Linked DNA regions of Mus musculus: region 2 is linked to region 1. Evidence: chromatin contacts called from public promoter capture Hi-C data. All regions are on one chromosome and are shown on one strand. The core of a region is the stretch at or near the end of the contact, and the rest is flanking DNA. Distances in the headings are between cores, read along the strand shown. Region 1 holds the start of Cox8c (cytochrome c oxidase subunit 8C). Region 2 holds the start of Clmn (calmin).

The links. Promoter capture Hi-C pulls out the DNA fragments that hold promoters and counts their contacts.
Region 2: a promoter capture Hi-C map of stem cell-derived epiblast-like cells shows a contact between it and region 1, with 3 times the contacts expected there. The contact joins the promoter of Clmn here to the promoter of Cox8c in region 1. A contact is called at or near these places in 2 of 39 promoter capture datasets (pre-B cells and stem cell-derived epiblast-like cells).

The regions. Positions count from the first base shown.
Region 1 is chr12:102,897,841-102,904,790 of GRCm38.p6, reverse strand. Cox8c (cytochrome c oxidase subunit 8C) reads right to left here and starts at 5,485. Exons shown (of 2, transcript NM_001039049.1): 1 at 5,300-5,485; 2 at 4,257-4,546. The coding sequence starts at 5,425. The coding sequence ends at 4,454.
Region 2 is chr12:104,863,103-104,870,201 of GRCm38.p6, reverse strand. It overlaps Clmn (calmin), which reads left to right and starts at 5,126. Exons shown (of 14, transcript NM_053155.2): 1 at 5,126-5,332. The coding sequence starts at 5,251.

The DNA of each region.
Region 1 (6,950 bases), core at 4,236-6,735:
AGACAGGGTTTCTCTGTGTAGCCCTGGCTGTCCTGGCACTCACTTTGTAGACCAGGCTGGCCTCGAACTCAGAAATCTGCCTGCCTCTGCCTCCCAAGATCTGCTGGGATCAAAGGTGTGCGCCACCATGCCCGGCTGAGCTAACACTTTTTTAAAAGGATGAGGCTGGGCATGGTGGCTAGAAAACTAAGGTTAGAATCCCTCAAAGCACTTGCTCAGCACAGACAAGTCCTTGTGTCTAACACAGAAACAGACCCTAACAAATAAATACTTTTAGAGCCCTTCAAAGGGAAGGCTTCCTGGAAGGTCTTCAAACTTAACTACACCTTTAGCCTGTGCCTTCAGCCTGCTGTACTACCCTGTATACACTTTTTGAATTTACCAGCTTCCATAACTACACACACTAAATCTTTTTTTTTAAGGTTTTATTTATTTTATGTATATGACAAGTACACTGTAGCTGTCTTCAGACACACCAGGAGAGGGCATCGAATCCTGTTACAGATGGTTGTGAGCCACCATGTGGTTGCTGGGAATTGAACTCAGGACCTCTGGCAGAGCAGTCAGTGCTCTTAACCTCTGAGCCATCTCTCCAGCCCACACACTAAATCTTTAAGCCAGTTTCTATGTACACACAAGTAATCAACCATATATACATGTGAACACAAGCTCTCTAATGGCTGTTTCTCTGGAAAAAAAAAAAAACACTAACAAAACCACCCAATTCTTTTTGGTTTTGGAGATGGGGAGGGGTCGTCTTAGGGTTTCTATTGCATAACTGAAGCATTTCCTCAACAGAGGCTCCTTCTTCTCTAATAACTCTAACCTGTGTCAACTTGACACAAAACCACACAACCCTTCCTTTTGGATTCATCCCCAAGATCTCACATAAAAAGCATTAGTAACTTTAAAAGTCCCACAGTCTTTACAAATTCAAACACATTAAAAGTTCAGCCCCTTTAAAGCAACCAATCATTTTTTAAAATCCAAAGTCTTTTAAAATTCAAAGTCTCTTCACTGTGGGCTATCCACAGTTAATCCAGTAAGATATTTTCTTACTTCAAGAGGGAAAAATCAGAGCATCGTCACAAATCATGATCTTCTGTACTCTTCCAAGAGGCTCAGGTCACTTCTCTAGCTCTGCCCTCTGTAGCACACAGCTTGTCTTTTAGGCTCTGGCCGGCTCCATTCCATGGTTCCTGCTGTTCTTTGTGGTCATCCCATGGTACTAGCATCTCCAAAATGCTGGCCTCTTCTGCTGCAACTAGGCTGTGTTTTCACCAATAGCCTCTCCTGGGCTCTCTTCCTGGTGCAAGCCTCAACCTCTTTGCATGACCCCTTGAGTTCTGGGTCTTCGGCTGCCACTGAGGCTGCACCTTCATGAACAGTCTCTCCCGACATCTCACAGTGCCAAGCCTCAGCTGCTCTCCATGATCCCTGCATGTCTTCAAAATCAATACCACCTGGTGACTCTTACACATTGTCAAGTCCAGCTGTAAGAGCAAGCTACAACCTTGGCTATCTCTGGAACACAGCTTCTTTGTGTTCTCAGAAAACTCTTCCCTGGTTTCATCTCAATGATGCTTGTCTTTTCTTAATCGCTGCTAATTTCTTAGCTCCAGCTAACCAGCATCAATTGTCCCAGTAATGTGAAGGTTTCACTTCAGTAGTTCTGATATCTTGTTAATCACAGCTGATTCTTCAGCTCCAGCTAACCAGAACCACAGAATCTTACATCAAAATAGCAAATGGCCCTGAAAGAGTCTTTCATTTTCCCTCTGAAATGTTACAAGCCAGGCCTCCATCTTCTACACTGTTCTCAACGTTCTTATCTTCCAAGCTCCTACAAAATATCCCACTGAGCTCTCAACACTCAATGGCTCTTCTAGCCCAAAGTTCCAAAGTCCTTCCACAGTCCTCCCCAAAACATGGTCAGGTTGTCACAGCGATATGTCACTACACTGACTGGTACCATCTTGTCTTAGGGTTTCTATAGCAATGAAACACCAAGACCAAAAAGCAAATTGGGGAAGAAAGGGTTTTTCAGCTTATACTTCCACATCAAAGGAAGTCAGGACAAGAACTCAAGCAGGGCAGGAGCTGATGCACAGGCCACGGAGGGATGCTGCTTACTGGTTTGCTTCCCATGGCTTACTCAACCTGCTGTTTGTTTGTTTGGTTGGTTGGTTGGTTTGTTTTGTTTTGGTTTTTCAAGACAGGGTTTCTCTGTATAGCTCTGGCTGTCCTGGAACTCACTTTGTAGACCAGGCTGGTCTTGAACTCAGAAATCCGCCTGCCTCTGCCTCCCAAGTGCTGGGATTAAAGGCATGCGCCACCACCACCTGGTATCAACCTTTCTTATAGAACCCAGGGCTACCAGGTCACCCACAATGGGCTGAGCCATTCTTCCCCTGGTGATAACTAATTGAGAAAATGCCTTACAGCTGGATCTCACGGATCCAGTGCTAGGACTACAGTTGTGTATCACCACACCTGGCATGCAGTATAAATTTTGAAACAGAAATATAACACTAAAGTAACAAAATGCAAAATTTCTAAGATCTTTAGGTCCATGAAGTACCAAGCCCTGTATTGCTCTTAGTATGTCACAGGAATAAGGGATGTGTGAAATGAATATTTGCAAACAAGAACTTGTATTTATTTACTTGCAGGCACTATGCTGAAAACTATTTTATCTTTGTTTACCAACTTAACTAATCTCCACACATTCCCTTCAAATGAGTAGTTCTAAGTCCCTATTACATAGGTAAGGAAATCGAGGCTTAGAGTTGAACAGTGCTGTTCAGTCACACCATAACTACACAGTAAACTGAAAATTCACAGGAAGGCTAGTGAGAGGCTCAGTGACCAACGGCACTGTTACCAAGCCTGGCAACCCATGTGTGACCCCCCAGGACTCACGTGGTGGATGAAGAAAACTGACCCCTAGAAGTTGTTCTCTGACTGCTACATCATGACACACAAATACATCACTTGTAAAATAAAAAAATACAAGGTATTTTTAGTTGGAATATGAAACGTCCCCCCTCGATAACCTCATGTTGATGGGCTTCCGTGAAGGGACTGAAGGCACCAATCTGTCAGTGGTTTAATCCCTTGATGGATTCGTAGTAAAGGAAATCACTGGGAGATGAAGTTGGGGCCTCGTTGGAGGAGGTACTGGCTGAGCGCCTTGAGGTTATGTTCTCCCAACTTTCAGCGGCACCCTTCTGTTTCCTGGCCACCATGACTGTGGAATGCTCTGCTCTGCCTTGCCACACTATCCCCAAAGCACGATGGATACCACTGGGCCAAAGTAAGTCTTTCCCTTTTTACCATGCTTCTGTCGGGATTTGGTTACAGCAATAATAAAAATGATGAATACGGCTGTGTATACATCTAATGTGCCAAACTTGAAAGATAATTAAGAATAACAAAATTAGAAATTAAGAGAGTGACTACATGAAGGTAGTAAACAAGCCTTGAAAAGATGAATCATTACAGAACTGAAATTCAGGGCTGGAGCACACAGAGAGGCCATGGGCTTCATTCCCAGAACACACGCACACACACACACACACACACACACACACACAATCTTCTCACAGCAAAAATGGGACCAGCAAAACATGAAAAACATAGCTAAATGTATAATACCCTTATCTTGGTTTGAAGAGATACTGTGACCATGGCGATTCTTATACAGGAAACATTTAACTGGGGCTGGCTTACAGTTCAGAGGTTCAGTCCATTGTCATCATGGCAGGAAGCATGGCAGGCGTGGTACTGGACAGGTAGCTGAGAGTTCTGCCTCTATTAGGCAGACAGCAAAGAAAGAGTGACAGAGCACTGGAAACCTCAAGGCCCACCCCCCAGTGACACACTTCCTCCAACAAGGTCACACCTCCTAATAGTACCGTTCCCTCTGAGGCTGTGGGGGCTCATTTCATTCAAACCGCCATGGCCTCAAAGCCTGTTTAATCTTTCACAGTTGAGGTTATTAGATTCACGTACTCAACATCCACAAAACTTTTGATGCAACCTTTCATAACAATCCTCATTGATTTTTTTCTCACTGTAATTTTTATAAATTTTCTCACTGTAATTTTAATAAATTTTTGTCAGCTTTAATAATATTCAGAAGACAATTGCCGGGGTTGTGGCTCAGTGGTAGAGTGTCTCCCACGCACGAGCACTTGGGTTGGCTACCTAGCATTTCAAGCCAAAACAAAATAAGTAAAAAAGAAAGCAATACTAAGCACAAACAAGTGTTTCCATTTTATTTAACACTTAAGCAGATTATGTTCGTCGTCCATATGATGCACAGTCCAAAAACAAACCGAAGTGTAGAACATCACAGACAGTTATAGGACTAACTCGTCAGAGGAGGTTCAAACAGGCACTTTTTCCCATTTAAAGGAGCCATGCCGTGCTGCTCCTGGACATCCTGTATCTACTCTCCTTTGAAATACTTCAGACTGCTTAGCACATATGCAGCTGGGATGTAAAAGGTCGTAAAAAACACGACAATCCCAACAGCTGATTCCTGGAAAAGAAGAAAAGGAATATTAATGAGTATGGCCCACTGCCTAGTAAAACGGCTTATGGGCAGAGGCGTGGAGGTTGGCAGCAGAACACCGACTTTGTGGGCTTTTATGCACAAAACTCTGGGTGTTTCCCCTTCCTTATACACCCAGCTAAAGATCTTTCTCAGAGGTCGGAGAAATGGCTCATCTGCTAAAACTTTATACCACTCTTGCAGAGAACCTAAATTTGGTTGCCAGAATCCACATCAGGCAGGACATAGTCAACTCTAGCTCCAGATCCAACACCTCTGGCCTCTTCAGATACCTGCACTTTAGTGCACACATCCACAAAAGTATGCTGTGAAATTTGTCATATGACCAAAAAAAAAAAAAAAAGTCTTGGGTCCTGCAACGTGTTCCATTTGTATTCAACTGAATTTTCAAAAACTCATTTTTTTTCAATAGTTGCCGGTTTCTGACCTCTGGATTCTGGAAGCTCAACTATGTCTAGCGTCTCTCCACCAGTTTTTAGAGAAAATGCTATGTCTTGGCCACCAGGCAGGTAGATTACCCTGGAGTGAACCGAGGACCCTGTGCCTCCATAATGGAGAGCCAGGTCCTACTTGGGACTCTCATCCTCGCCCTGAACCGCCATCCAAAGTGACCCCACAACTGAAGCTGCCAACACACACAACCACACACACAACCACACACACACACCACACACTCCCCCCTCCACACCCATTTGGACCGTTAAGTGGGTTCTACCTCACCGTGGGCGACAGGATTTTTTTTTGTGGGCTTTCTGAGTGGCTGAGGCGGCCTGGGTGGCCAGGCTTCGAGAACAGGACTGCACGGTGGCGGAGGAGCGAAGAGCAGAGTAGCAGCAGGCGAGACATCGCAGGTCAGAAAAGGGCCACTGAGACAGAGCAAACCGGAGACCACCAGTGTCGGAGTCAAAGGCCGTTGGTAAAGTGTGCGCGAGGAAAGGGCGGGCAGCTGGTTTGAGCATGCGCACCATCCACTCAAGCCCTTTGCATGGAATTTGAGCTCTTACCCGACCCTGCTTCTCCGCTGTATGTGTTTTGGCCCTGCCACTCTCTACCTTCTTCCCACCTATGTCCTCACAAGTCCAGCTTCCTGCCCTCTCCCAAACTCTTTGCCAAACCTATTCAGTCCCAAAGCCACACTCAGGATTTTCTGATTTTCTTCTCCTAACACAAGGTGAGGGACCATTGGCTGCCAACATCTATAGCTATTGCTCAGTATTCCGTTGCTTTTAGTCAATAGCAGATATCATACCATTTTTACACTGCTCTAGAATATAAATTAAAATTTCCATAGATCGTGTTCCTGGTATTTTTTTTTTAACTTCCTTTTCTATTAGTTTTTGTGATCCTGACGCTTTAACTCCGGGCTCCATGCATACTACATCAGTAAATGAACTAAAACCATTATAGCTCATCCTTTCACAAACCAGAGCAAAGTAAATGTGCGTCTATTTTAGCCTTGCTTTACTTGCTGATAACTCTTCTTCCCTACCTGTAAACTAATTCTTAACAATGAAAACAAACGAACAGAGAAAAGCCATGCATGGTGGACCACATCTGTAATTCCAGCATTAGTTTGGAAGCAGGGGGTTGGGAGGTCAAGGCCCTGCATGCTAGGCTAAGGTTAGAGCAGGAGGCCAGCCTGAGCTGTGTGAGAAAGAAAGGAGGGGGTGAGAAGGGATGAGGGAGGGAAGGCAACAAAGGAACTAAAAGAGAAAAGAGAGACAAGACTAAGATCAGGTTTTTAACCTGAGGAGTGATAGTGCACGCCTTCAATCCCAAGGCAGAGGCAGGTAGATCAATGAGTTAGAGGCTAGCCTGATCTACAGAGCAAGTTCCAGGACACAGAGAAACCCTGTCTCAAAAAAAAAACATTAAAAAGAAAGAAAGAAAGAAAGAAAGAAAGAAAGAAAGAAAGAAAGAAAGAAGGAAGGAAGGAAGGAAGGGAGGGAGAGAGAGAGAGAGAGAGAGAGAGAGAGAGAGAGAAAGAAAGAAAGAAAGAAATTTTATAGGATGATGATGATGTTAAAAAGATTCACGGTACAGAGAATCTGGGCCCAGAAGAGAAGATGAGAAATCACCAACAACTAAATTTGTATTCATCAATAGAAAAATAGAATAGATTATTATAAGTTTTGAAATTTAATATCATAAATATTTCTTTTGCAAGCCTATTGTATAAATAACCTTTGAGATAATAAGTGCCTTGTTTGGGGAGTAGAAAGTGTATTGTGCTGCTCTATACATTTTTTTTAGGAGTGGGTTGAAACTGTAAGGCACATGGATATACTAAAATCATATCAGGGGCTAGAGAGATGGCTCAGCAGTTAAGAGCACTCACTGCTCTTCCAGAGGTCCAGAGTTCAAATCCCAA
Region 2 (7,099 bases), core at 3,877-6,376, 2.0 Mb before region 1:
GTGCAGCCTGGTGACATCATATTGCAGACCCCTGGCTAGGAAATGTCTTGTTTTCTGTTTGTTTGTTTGTTGTTGTTGTTGTTTTTTTTTTTTTTTTTTTTTTGCGATCTGCTAACTTTGAGATTTTTCCATTTAAAATTTGTAAAGTTTTATTGTTTTTTGTTTTTTTTTTAAATGTTTGTGCCAATGTTCAGGCTGGACGTGCCTGAGGAAGGAATCCCCTCTCTTGGCACTGGTGCCTGCTTCTCCACGGGGTATGCTTTGCCATGAGAGCTAAGCAAACATGTCTTGATTGCCATATGTTGCTATGCAGCCAAAGCTGGCCTCAAACTCTTAGTCCTTCTGTCAGTCTCTGGAATTCTGGGTTTACAGGCTTTCTAATTACTCATCTGGGTTCCTGGAGGTTTTAGCTTTCTGATTAGTATAGAGATTTTTAAAAAAAAAGATTTATTTATTTTTTTATTATATGTAAGTACACTGTAGCTGTCTTCAGACACACCAGAAGAGGGAGTCAGATCTCGTTACGGATGGTTGTGAGCCACCATGTGGTTGCCGGGATTTGAACTCAGGACCTTCAGAAGAGCAGTCAGGTGCTCTTACCTGTTGAGCCATCTCACCAGCCCCTAGTATAGAGATTTTTTTGATTGAGATAAGAACTTTAAACTGCCCAGTGTGGTGGCGCACGCCTTTAATCCCAGCACTTGGGAGGCAGAGGCAAGCAGGTTTCTGAGTTCGAGACCAGCCTGGTCTACAAAGTGAGTTTCAGGTCAGCCAGGGCTATACAGAGAAACTCTGTCTCAAAAAAATTTTTTTTTAAACTATATAAGCATGCATATATATATATATATATATATATATATATATATATATATATATATATATATCACCAAGTGTTAGTGTGGCCTATGGCCCAGGTCTTTCTCCAGTCACATTGGAGAACACTGTCAGTTCTCCAGTGTCGAGAGTGAGAGTACAGGACAAAGAGTTCTGTTTGGAACCTGGGGCAGGCTGTGACTTAAGCTCCTCTAACAAGGATTTCTACCTCTTTGGCCTCTGGCATCCCTTCTGAGCTGACAAAGGCTGTCTACACATAAGAGGACGGTGTGGTTTGGGTGAGAAGTAACTCGAAGGCTCAGGAGTTAAAGGCATGGTCCCTGCCTGGTGGGCTTTGGTGAGGTGGTTGGATCTCAAGGGCTCTGATGGAATCAATCAATCAATTGATCCCTTGATGCAACTGATCCCTTGAAGGAGTCACAATATGGTGGCCTCCTTGGAGGTTGCGGGAAGAGAGGAATGAGACCAGGAGGAAGTGAGTCACCAAGGATGTGGCCTCCTTCCTGGAGGTCCTTCCTCTTCCTAGATGTCATTATCTGAATAGCTTTCTTCTACAATGATGCTCTAAGGCTCACAGCCACAGAGCCAGATGACCGTGGAAACCTGCAAACCCATGAGCCTAAATAAATTCTTCCGCCCAAGTTCTGCTCGGGCATTTTGTCACAACAATGAAGAAGATAGGGAAGTGGCTGTCTCCAGAGAGGGCAGCTTCCCTTCTCTTGGGCTCCTCCCACCCCTCCCAGTGGGGTTGCACAGGAACACTGGGGTTACCTAATCCTTTACTGTCTGGAATCCACATGACAGTCATGTAGGCTGGACCACAGAAGGAAACCTGTATCTACCCTTCCTGCCTGCATTAATCAGTCCCCAGGAGCAGGGGCCAGGTAGGTCTCTGCAATCCTCCCAAGTCTTTCCCTTCAGGAGAAAGTCAGTTTTACACAATGACCAAGATTCTGGAAGAACTGGGAAACATCTAGAAAAATCAGTTGCTGGGAACTTCCAGGAAGCCAAGCCTGTAGGCAGAGTACTTTTCCTTTCCCAAAAATGTCTGAGAGAGAGAGAGAGAGAGAGAGAGAGAGAGAGAGAGAGAGAGAGAGAGAGAGAGATGTTCAATCATGCGAGAGGCCAAATGCCCAGTTTTCCCCCCAAAGTCCACACCCTCCAGAAGGCTGGACGTGCCTGAGGAAGGGGTAGTCCTCTCTTGGCACTGGTGCCTGTTTCTCCACGGGGTGTGCTTTGCCATGAGAGCTAAGCAAACATGTCTTGATTGCCTTCTCAGAAGCTTGCTTGGACCCGGTCATGAAGGCCAGCTGTTGGTCACAGCAATCCTCTGCTTTCCAAGCTTACAATAAGGGCCATTCATGTGTGTGGTACTTGAGACCTTCCTCTGTGCCAGGCACCGTGCTTCAGGGTCAAGTGGAGAAAATGGCTAAGACTCGGCTGTGTTCTTTAGGACCTCATGGGTGATTGAGGAAAAGCCATTAAGGAAATGTTATGCTCATGCTGTGTAGACATGGGCCAGCAGGGTTTAGGAGGGTATACCAAATAGCGCCAGGTTGGCACCAGTCAGTCACCCAGCAGGCCAGGGTGATGGAGAAGGTGCTCTTGAGGTGAGTGGGATTCAGGAGGCATAAGCTGAGAAAGGGAGGAGCCGGGGATTGTGTCACAGGGGACGAGTTAGGTAAAGGCCTGGAGGTGACATGTTTATCGGTCCATGTTCTGTTTCTGTGACTAACAAATGGGAGTTTTGTTCCATTTTGAAAGGGCTTAAAGTGCATGTGGCATAGCCACGGTCACGATGAGGCTCCTGGCAATCTCTCACTGCAGTGGTGACATCATGGTGGGATTGAGTGACAGGGAGAGACTGCCCACAAACCAGGAAGCAAGGGAGCTGGAGGGATCACCCTTGGTGGTGCTGGGTTTGGAATCTAGGACCTTGTGCATAGCAGGTAAGTGCTACTACAACCCTCTGATACCCCAGCTTACTTGTTCTGTGGTAACTTGGTCTTGTGACAACAGCTGGGGTCCCACGACAACAACTTTAATTCCTTCTGAGACCTAAGACCCCTCAGGAGGCCACACCTCTTAGGGTCTCATAGCCTCTTGAAATCACCATGCTGGCTGGGCAGGCTTCCAAACATGAATCCAAGAGGGACAGAGCGCACCAGACCACAAGCCCTGGTGATAGCCAGGACCTGCAGCAACTTGTAGCGATAGATCGAAGTGGAGTACTATAATTGACAGGTGAGGGTATAAGCCCAAGGACCAATGAGAGAGACCAGGTGTGCTCCCAACGCCCTTAGAGGTCCTGTAGGAGATCCTATTCATTCAGTGACAATCCAGGTGCTGTTAGGGCTCAGCTTCACAGTGAGTTCTGGCTCCCAGGCCATTTGGAAAACCACCTAAAATTCCTTCCATTTTGATTCAAAGAAACATCAGGTTTACAGTTGGTGTTTAATCAGCAGTGACTCAGGCCTCCTTCCCCGTCATTCCCAAGAATAGGCATCACAGATAGCCCGTCCTTTCTGATCATTTTTCAACCACATACTGTTTTGAGTCAAGTTCTCTATTGGCCATCTCACAATGGAGACAACGAAGCTGACTTTCTTAGCACTTGGCTTTGTGAAGGAAATGATTTTCAACCCACAGCAAAGATAGAAATCGAATTCAAGTGGGATGCCTTGTGGAGGAGAGGTGAGACCATGCATGTTAACTGGACCTGGCTCTATAGCGTAACCTTGAATCCAGGCAGGGACAGAGTGGTCTAGTGAGAGCCTCAGACACCCATGATCTGCACTGAGATCATGATCTACTCTGCTGGGTGGATGCCTGGTCCTGGGGGTTGGATTCTGGGGGGTTGGGGAGGTGGGCCTCTCCCTTCCTTTAGTCTCAGCTTCAGGGTCAGGCTTTATGGGACCCTTGCTGATGTTACCTCCACCCTGGCTCCTTGCCCTCAGCTGACAATGTCCCCCTTTCTGAAGATCACTTTGATCTGGGATTGTCATCTCAGCTGGTTATTGGGTTAAACACAAATGACTTAAGGGTCTTCTCATTGCCCCCCCCCCCCCCAGGGCCCGCTTCTCCCAGGAGACATGTCTGTGGCCTTCATCTTTGCTTGCTCATTGCTGGGCTTTCCACAGACATGGCAATGGTCAGCAGGCCTCGGTGAGTCTCCATACTCAGAGAGCTCTGCGCACTTTCTCCCTCTGGGCATTCATCCTACCAATGGCATACTTGGTTTTCTTGTAGGTAGGATCTGAACAGAGAGCAAGACACTGGGACTTGTGTACCCCTAAGTCATTCCTCACTTTAGACAAACTCCCAGATTTTCTGTTGGCTAACCGATAAAGGAGTTGGCTGCAAGTACACAGGCCCTGTGGAGCCCCAAACAAGATAAGCTCCAGAATTCTCAGGTTAAAAGACACAGGGGCCCAGAGTGGGAACCACAAAGGCCTGTTCTGTCTCAGGTATCCCAGGATGACCTTAAACTCATCCAGGTGGCTGTGAATGACCTTGAACTTCTCCTGCTGTCTCCATCTCCAGAGTGCTAGGACCACAGATTATGCAAAGACCCCGTTTATGTTGCGCATGGGATCAAACCCAAGGCTTCCTGCGTGCGAGGCAAGCAGGGAACCACCTGAGCCATTGCCCAGCCTGTCCTTGGGGTTTCGATAAAGCACCAGATTTCTTGTGGCCAAGACCCCAAAGGAACCCATTTCTGGGAGGAGAGCTGTTTCTCCCAACAGCTGGAGAGAACCGGAAGTGGCCTTTACTCTTAAACCAAGAAAGGATCCCCCCTCCCACTCCCGCTGCCCCCAACTCCTGCTCTATAGGAAACTCCATCTCCACATCACTTAGCCCATCACTCACTTTCCATGGTCCTGGGATCAGAGATGGACAGGGTTTAGCTGCCTTTAGCAGGGAGATGATCCAGGCATAGGAGGAGTTCCTACTGCGACTAGAAGGGACAGGATAGGGAAGGGGCAGACATCCTGGACCAGCGCTAGGGGCACCCTGGCTTGCGTCACCAGGCCCACCCCCTCAAGACATCACAATCTATGGGCTGCGACCCCCCTGTGCCTCATCATTGTGCGTTTGCGACCAAACAATCCAACCAACACCCACCCTGCGGGTGGGGGAGGAAAAAAAAGGAAAAAAAAAAAAAAAGGACTGTCCTGAGGCCGGCTCCTCCCGCCCCGCCCCGCCCTCTTCCCTCCCGCCCGGGGCCCCCGCCCCCGCCGGGCAGTGAGCGCGCGCCGGGCGCCCCGCTCCGCCGCCCGCGCCCGCCCGCCAGCCCGTCCGCCCGCGGCGGGGCCGGCCCTTCGCCCGCCCACCAGCCCCGCGCTAGCCGCCCACCTCTCGCTGCCCGCTGCCCGCCGCCCGCCGCCCGCCGCCCCGGCCCGCCGCGCGCGCTCCATGGCTGCTCAGGAGTGGGACTGGTTCCAGCGCGAGGAGCTCATCGGGCAGATCAGCGACATCCGTGTGCAAAACCTGCAAGGTACCGCGGCCCCGGCCTCCCCGGAGGGCCCGTATCCACCAAGCGTGGGCCCGGCTGGTTCCCCCCGTGCGCCCCGGAGCCGGTGTGGCTGGCCTGCGCCGGGTTTGCAGAGCTCAGGGGGTGGGGCGGTGCGTGGGCGTGTGTGTGCACGCGTGTGCGTGTGGGCACGCGCGTGTGTGCACCCCATTCCCAGCAGGGGACCATCACCCCCCTCCTACCGCCTCCGGTAGTTTAGAGAAGTTTGTACGTGGAGTCTTGGGGGGCGGTGGCCCGGGTCAGGGCCAGGAGAAAGTGCCACTGTGTGCTGTGTGCGCACAAGCCAGACTTAAAGCTCTTCCGAAGTAGCTATGGGGCTGGGGACCTGGAGTGGGGCACAGCGTCAGTCCCGAGAGGCTCTGGATGATGGGGGCACGCTGAGGACTCCAGTGAACTGAGTGAGGTTCAGAAGACCTTCTCTACCCAGCCCCACAGACTAGGGAGGGGCTGGAACTAAACCCCCTTGCCTGAGGCGGTTGACAAGATGAAAGAGAAACTCCTGGTGGCCCGTGTGTCAGACTTGGGCTCTGTGGTTCTGCCACCTATGACTATGAAGTATCTTCCAAAAGAAAGTATTGGGTGTGGAAACTTAGCAAACACACACACACACACACACACACACACACACACACAGAGAGAGAGAGAGAGAGAGAGAGAGAGAGAGAGAGAGAGAGAGAGAGCGCTCTTAAGGAAAAGAGACCCACCCCTCCCACTCGCAAAAGGCATTGCTCTCAAGCCCTGTGGGTGGAGTGTGTTTCGAGCCCCCTCTCTCCTATGGGAGCTTTGCAGAATTGGACATAAATCCACTTCCGGCCTCCTCACCCACCTGGCCCCATGCACAGGTGAGGCTGGGTTAAGCCACTTCCCCTACTGACTCGGGGCTGAAGAAGAGTCCAAGGTTGAATTCGCCAGGATCCAACTGGAAGGTCTGGACAGAGGTGGGGCAGGAGGATTGTGGGTGTCCCTTTTGCCAGCAGGGCAGGGAGCCCCTGCGGGGGGTGGGGGGGAAGAGTCTAGATTAAACATTACACCTGAGAGAATGTTTTCTGGGAGCTCACGTGGCCCTCTCCAACTGAGGTTTGGCAAGGACAGTGCAGGTCTGCAGAGGTGACCTGAAAAGGAGCCAGCGGGCGGCTCAGGGAGTGGGCACTGCACTGGCAGCTCTGGATTCTGCTACTGTACAGCTACTGTGATTTGTGTCAAAGGAGGAGGCTCAGAGCTGCAGTGATGGAGAGAGCTTGGGTTTGGTTTGGGGTGGGCAGCATACCATTGCTGAGATGGTATCTGGTTGGGGCTGTCAGATCTGGTGTGTCTCATGTACCTTAGGCAATCACTAGGCATTTTAATGAGCACATACTATCTGCCACAGACAATTATTCTTGTAGGATCAGGTCCCTTGGTAGAGCTCAATTATTGTAAAGGAACAGGCGGCGAAGTGAGGCAGAGAGATGGGACTACACAGCATGATTTGCGACAGTTCTTGAAGGGCTAGAGGGGTGTCTCAGCTCCTCGCTTTGAGGTGACCACACTTTCAGGCAAAATATCAGTTATAATTTGAACAGCAATGGATTCTGTTAGTAAGAGGCCAACTTCAAATCATGTATCTCAAATGTCATATGTATTACATATGTATTACATGTATGACATAGACTGATTTTAAGCGTAAGCTTAGCATGCTTTTAGTTGTGGGTACACCTCAGGTAATTGCTACCTACATAAAGATTCCCAGAT